Regions from separate parts of the Xenopus tropicalis genome. Here region 2 is linked to region 1. The links are chromatin contacts, called in public Hi-C maps. All regions are on one chromosome and are shown on one strand. The core of a region is the stretch at or near the end of the contact, and the rest is flanking DNA. Distances in the headings are between cores, read along the strand shown.

Region 1 (2,952 bases), core at 182-2,681:
AGTGGGACCCTGCTTTGGCATGGGGGGGGGGGCACAGAAATGGTCCCTGAGAAGCATAATAAGAAACAATGTTTGAACAGAATCTTGGGTATTGTAGTTTCAATCCCTGCTTATGGGTAATAGTAAAGGGGGTTATTCTACGTGTTTTGTTTCCCATTAATGTTATAGTGGGTGTAGGCAATTTAGGAATATTCCATAGGAATGCCTGGGGGGGGGGTGAGTTCTAAGTGTTTTATGCCTGCATGCCGTGCTACAAAATGCTTGGAATCACCCACTGTGCCATTGATAATATATGGGCACAGGCGAAGTATATTTATATATATTATGGAACTCTAAGTTGAATTTTAATATCCTTATATTTTACAACAGGGGGTGCATTATTCACTATATATATATTTCAACAGGGCATATATGCTTTATAATACACAGTCATATGATACATACAAGTTATAGTGTTATAATTCTATATGGCACTACCCTAGGCAGAGCTATATGCCCCAGAGCCGCAATGTCACGGAGATGAGCCTGTTGCGCAATCAGATAGCAATAGCGTGTATTTTCCCAGGCGGTATCCTCCCCCCCCCCCCCAAATAACTAACTATTTTCCAGCTGCATCATACTCCAGTCCCCGGAATTGCTTGGCTTCAAAGCCCCTGGGGCAAATAAAAGCTGCCCCTGCAGATCAAATACAATGGGGCGCTCAAAATTGCCTTCCCAACCAATATCTGCCCAAAAATCTGGCTTTAAAGGTTTAATAATGCCATCGGGCGAGGACTACACAGGGGTACTGACGCCATCCTTGCCCAATGGGCCCCCATGGACCCACAGAATGATCCAGTCATTGGCCTTTACATTGACATGTAATCCTTCTGTGCCTCATAGAAAAGATGATTTATTTACCAACAGAATTCTGCATGCATAGCCCCAATAATTAGCAAATAAACATAGCTGTACATTGATATCCCTTGTGAAAGTAACATAGGGTTCAATGCCCCACAGCACAGTCTTCATCTGAGAGCAAATACCCTGTTATCTATGATTTAACCTGCAGCTCTTACTGAACTACAACTCCCAGAATCCACTGACAGCCTCCCCCAACCCTCAAAGTCAGCTCTGCTCTATGCAACCTAGCATTTAGGCACAATTACTGTTACATTCCTTTCCAGGATCTGCCTCCAAGCAGATGTGGCAGTGATAGAGGAAAGGTTGGCGGCAGTGCCAGACTTTGGGTGAGTAATGTTAGTGAGAATGAGGAAGTTTAGGGGGATTCAGCGCAGGGAGAAGGCGGAAGGAGCAGGGTGCTGGTACCAGCTGTGCCAGGGACTGACCCACACATCCGGTAAGTACATGCCAGTGAGCCTTACCTGCTATGAGTGTGAGTGCCGCTCAGTGTGGCTGCTCAGGAGCCGGGGAAGCTCTGCACTAACTTACTCTGATCCTAATAGCATGGGAGGAAGGCAGCCAATGTGGGATGTGGCCCTAACCCCCCCCCCCCAGCCTGCCCTCCCGCCTGGGATTTGGCCATACAAGGAGAAGGAATTTGAGGAGGATGCAGGCATATGAGGGACAGGGAGATCCAAACCCAAACACAGGATATTCTGCCTTTTATAGCTGTCAGCCCCACTCCGGCACAGGGAGCCCCCTAAACAAGGCTGGGTGCCCTGGGGGAACGGCCGCTGCTCCTTATATGGGGCAGAACTGCGATCCAGCCGCAGCTGTACGGGGCCAATGCTATAGAGAGGCGCAGCTGTACGGGGCCAATGCTATAGAGAGACGCAGCTGTACGGGGCCAATGCTATAGAGAGGCGCAGCTGTACGGGGCCAATGCTATAGAGAGGCGCAGCTGTACGGGGCCAATGCTATAGAGAGGCGCAGCTGTACGGGGCCAATGCTATAGAGAGGCGCAGCTGTACGGGGCCAATGCTATAGAGAGGCGCAGCTGTACGGGGCCAATGCTATAGAGAGGCGCAGCTGTACGGGGCCAATGCTATAGAGAGGCGCAGCTGTACGGGCCGATGCTATAGAGAGGCGCAGCTGTACGGGGCCAATGCTATAGAGAGGCGCAGCTGTACGGGGCCAATGCTATAGAGAGGCGCAGCTGTATTGGGCCAATGCTATAGAGAGGCGCAGCTGTACGGGCCGATGCTATAGAGAGGCGCAGCTGTACGGGGCCGATGCTATAGAGAGGCGCAGCTGTACGGGGCCAATGCTATAGAGAGGCGCAGCTGTACGGGGCCGATGCTATAGAGAGACGCAGCTGTACGGGGCCAATGCTATAGAGAGGCGCAGCTGTACGGGGCCAATGCTATAGAGAGGCGCAGCTGTACGGGGCCAATGCTATAGAGAGGCGCAGCTGTATTGGGCCAATGCTATAGAGAGGCGCAGCTGTACGGGGCCAATGCTATAGAGAGGCGCAGCTGTACGGGGCCGATGCTATAGAGAGGCGCAGCTGTACGGGGCCAATGCTATAGAGAGGCGCAGCTGTACGGGGCCAATGCTATAGAGAGGCGCAGCTGTACGGGGCCAATGCTATAGAGAGGCGCAGCTGTACGGGGCCAATGCTATAGAGAGGCGCAGCTGTACGGGGCCAATGCTATAGAGAGGCGCAGCTGTACGGGGCCAATGCTATAGAGAGGCGCAGCTGTACGGGGCCAATGCTATAGAGAGGCGCAGCTGTACGGGGCCAATGCTATAGAGAGGCGCAGCTGTACGGGGCCAATGCTATAGAGAGGCGCAGCTGTACGGGGCCGATGTAAGGGGCAAGAAGTGATGGGGGTGCACACTATATAGTGTATACAAGGGGGAGCAATTGTGTAAAGGGCGCTGGGGCTACAACTATACTGTGTGCAAGGGGGAACATAGCTGTATATTGCACCAAAAGAGTTTCAAAGCAGCTTTAATAGTGTGATGCAATGTGGCATAATTGTACAGTAAAGCAGAAGGGGGCAAAAC
Region 2 (2,952 bases), core at 207-2,706, 160 kb before region 1:
AAGGCCCATTCGTCCTTGATGACTGAGTTGGTCGTGTCAGGGGAAGACTCTAGAGGTCTTCTTCTGTTGCTTGAAGAGATCCTTGGGGGGGTCTGCAGAGCTAGGGGCAGACACATTGAGATGGCCTCAATTAGGAACCTCATTGGCTCTCTGAGGGGAGTCTTCATCAGATAAGCCCTCTGAGAATTGACCTTCCTTAGCAAGTTACGACTCCTTGCCAGAGTCTGGAAGAATAGAAATGGCTGGGGGTTTGCGCTTGCCCAAAAAACCTGTAGGAGACTGGGAAGCAAACAGTTTATCTAGGGAGTCTGTCAAGACCCTGCAAGGAGGCCAGTGAATGAGCTAGCTTGCGTACCCAGGGAGGCTCAGGAATGGAGACCGAAGTCTAGCGCAACACTGGGTGCAATCAAGAAAAGAAACCTGTGTGGTAATAGGATTCCTGGTGGGTTCGGCCAAACCTTGGCACATCAATTGTGGGTTGCACTCACCTTCCCCACCTGTGACCTTACACTGCCGGCTTCCTCTTCCGGCTCTCTAATTTATAGGCACATGTGGGGCAGGTGCGGGTCTACAGAGGGAAGAAGCCGGGTCGGGCAGGGTTAGGGTTGGAAGTGGGCAGGTTAGGGCTGGGAGTGAGCAGGTTAGGGCTGGGAGTGGGCAGGTTAGGGTTGGGAGTGGGCAGGTTAGGGTTGGGAGTGGGCAGGTTAGGGTTGGGAAGGTTAGGGTTGGGAGTGGGCAGGTTAGGGTTGGGAGTGGGCAAGTTCGAGTCGAGGATTTCTTGACCGACACATCACTAGCTCCCACCCTCCTGCGCTGCCAAACCACATACAGCAGCGGAGCACCAAATCCTGCCCATGTAGCCCAAGGATGCTGGCTATCTCTGCCAGCAGTAGCCCCAGGGTCCCAGTCCATAGGGGGAACCTGCAACCTGCGTGAAGTGAGGGGGGGGGGGTGAGCAGCTCCCCTTCCCCCAGTTGCTGAAGGGACTTAACCAGAGCTCCTGCCCTTCTCTAGAGCTCCATACATGTCTGGGGGCTGAACCATGATTCCTGCCCAAGATCTCCTGTAAGGAAAAGGAGAGATGCAATATAAACAATAAAAAGTCAAATAAAATAAAGTAAAATAAATAGAAAACTCCCTGAAGGGGAGTTGTGTCCTCCTCCCATAAGTTCCAGTTCCCCCCCCCCCCCCCAGAAGGTGGTATTAACCCTTCAGTGCCGGTGTCCCCCTGGAACTGTGTTTTTATTAGAACAATTCGACCTTTACAGCAGTGCTTACTGCTTCCCTTCTAGTTGTGCCTCTCAGTCTGAGGCGCTCAGGCTCTATAATGTTCCAGAACACAGGGATTTGGAAATGTTGCGGACAGTTAACTATAGGAACCATTATTTCATAGGGTCGGGTTTCCAGGGGGAGGGCTATTGTGCTGCACAGGGAAAGCTTTTCTGCTTCCGGGTACGAATGTGAGCTGTTCTGCCTACAGGCTGTTACAGTACTAAAGGTATGTAGTGAGGGTGGGTTTATTGTGTCAGGGGTATCAGTCTGGCAACTAGTGTGTCCTTCCTCCCTGTCTAACGGGGGATCTGCTGTCCCTGTATCTGTCACTCTGGGGATCTGCTGTCCCTGTATCTGTCACTCTCTGGGGATCTGCTGTCCCTGTATCTGTCACTCTGGGGATCTGCTGTCCCTGTATCTGTCACTCTGGGGATCTGCTGTCCCTGTATCTGTGACTCTGGGGATCTGCTGTCCCTGTATCTGTCACTCTGGGGATCTGCTGGCCCTGTATCTGTCACTCTGGGGATCTGCTGTCCCTGTATCTGTGACTCTGTGGGGGATCTGCTGTCCCTGTATCTGTGACTCTGTGGGGGATCTGCTGTCCCTGTATCTGTGACTCTGTGGGGGATCTGCTGTCCCTGTATCTGTCACTCTGGGGATCTGCTGTCCCTGTATCTGTCACTCTGGGGATCTGCTGTCCCTGTATCTGTCACTCTGGGGATCTGCTGTCCCTGTATCTGTCACTCTGGGTTCTGCTGTCCCTGTATCTGTGACTCACAAGCAAAACCACTTGTGAGTATGAGCCCTAAAGCCAGAGAAAGGGTTGGGGGTGGTTCTGCATATTACTGAGCAGAGGCAAGAGAAGAAGGGAAACTCTGGGGGAGCAGAAAGCTCTATATAGGAATCCTTGCCTGCTCTGAAATCATCAACTTTAGACAAACTTTACTCAACACCCACCACTTGCCCCCCCCCCTCTATATTGATGGCCATGTTGGGACCCTAAGCTGTAGAATCCCAGCTCTCTAATTTATGCACAGGAGTGTGATGTCACAGGCATAGGTATAATGAGCGAGGCAGGAGATTCAGTTATTGCATGTCACCAAACATGGCCACCCTCACTGGGAGCTCCCTCCCAGTATGAGCATGTTTAGGCAAAACAGCATTGTTTCTGGGGAGTGTAACAGGAAGTGGGTTCCCTGTGTCCCAGGACTCTGTGTCCCTGTTGCTGGGACAGCCACCGTGCCCTGTGTCCATAACCCTAAAACATGTCTATATACCCCCCAAAGATAAACTGGTAATGTTTGAGAATACAAAGCGTTAGAAAACCAATTAATGAATAACCTTTAACAACTTCCTTTTATAGAGATGGACACCCCTTCAACAGACATGGATCCTGAACTTGCCCGGCAGCTGTTCTTTGAAGGTGCAACCCTGGTGATATTGGGGGTACCAGAAGGCTCTGAATTTGGCATAGACTATAATAGCTGGCAAGTGGGACCTCGATTTAGAGGTGTAAAAATGGTGCCCCCGGGTGTTCATTTCATGCACTACAACGTGGTTGGTAAAGGAGGGGGCCTTGGAGACATGAGCCCGCGCAGCAGCATGTTCCTCTATTTGCAACAGAGAGAGCTGCGTCTTTTCCGCTGGGACCCCCAGGAGGAAGAGATGGTCGTAGCCCCT

What was found. Hi-C and Micro-C count contacts between places; a contact is called where the count stands out from the background.
Region 2: a Hi-C map of neurula embryo shows a contact between it and region 1, with 2.5 times the contacts expected there. The contact joins the promoter of aar2 here to the promoter of myl9 in region 1. A contact is called at or near these places in 3 of 5 Hi-C or Micro-C datasets (gastrula embryo, neurula embryo and tailbud embryo).

What each region holds. Positions count from the first base shown.
Region 1 is chr10:39,601,226-39,604,177 of UCB_Xtro_10.0, reverse strand. It overlaps myl9 (myosin light chain 9), which reads right to left and starts at 1,431. Exons shown (of 4, transcript NM_001102780.1): 1 at 1,365-1,431. It overlaps lpin3 (phosphatidate phosphatase LPIN3), which reads left to right and starts at 1,198. Exons shown (of 20, transcript XM_012952852.3): 1 at 1,198-1,229.
Region 2 is chr10:39,758,464-39,761,415 of UCB_Xtro_10.0, reverse strand. aar2 (AAR2 splicing factor) reads left to right here and starts at 1,456. Exons shown (of 5, transcript NM_001112968.2): 1 at 1,456-1,498; 2 at 2,636-2,952. The coding sequence starts at 2,638.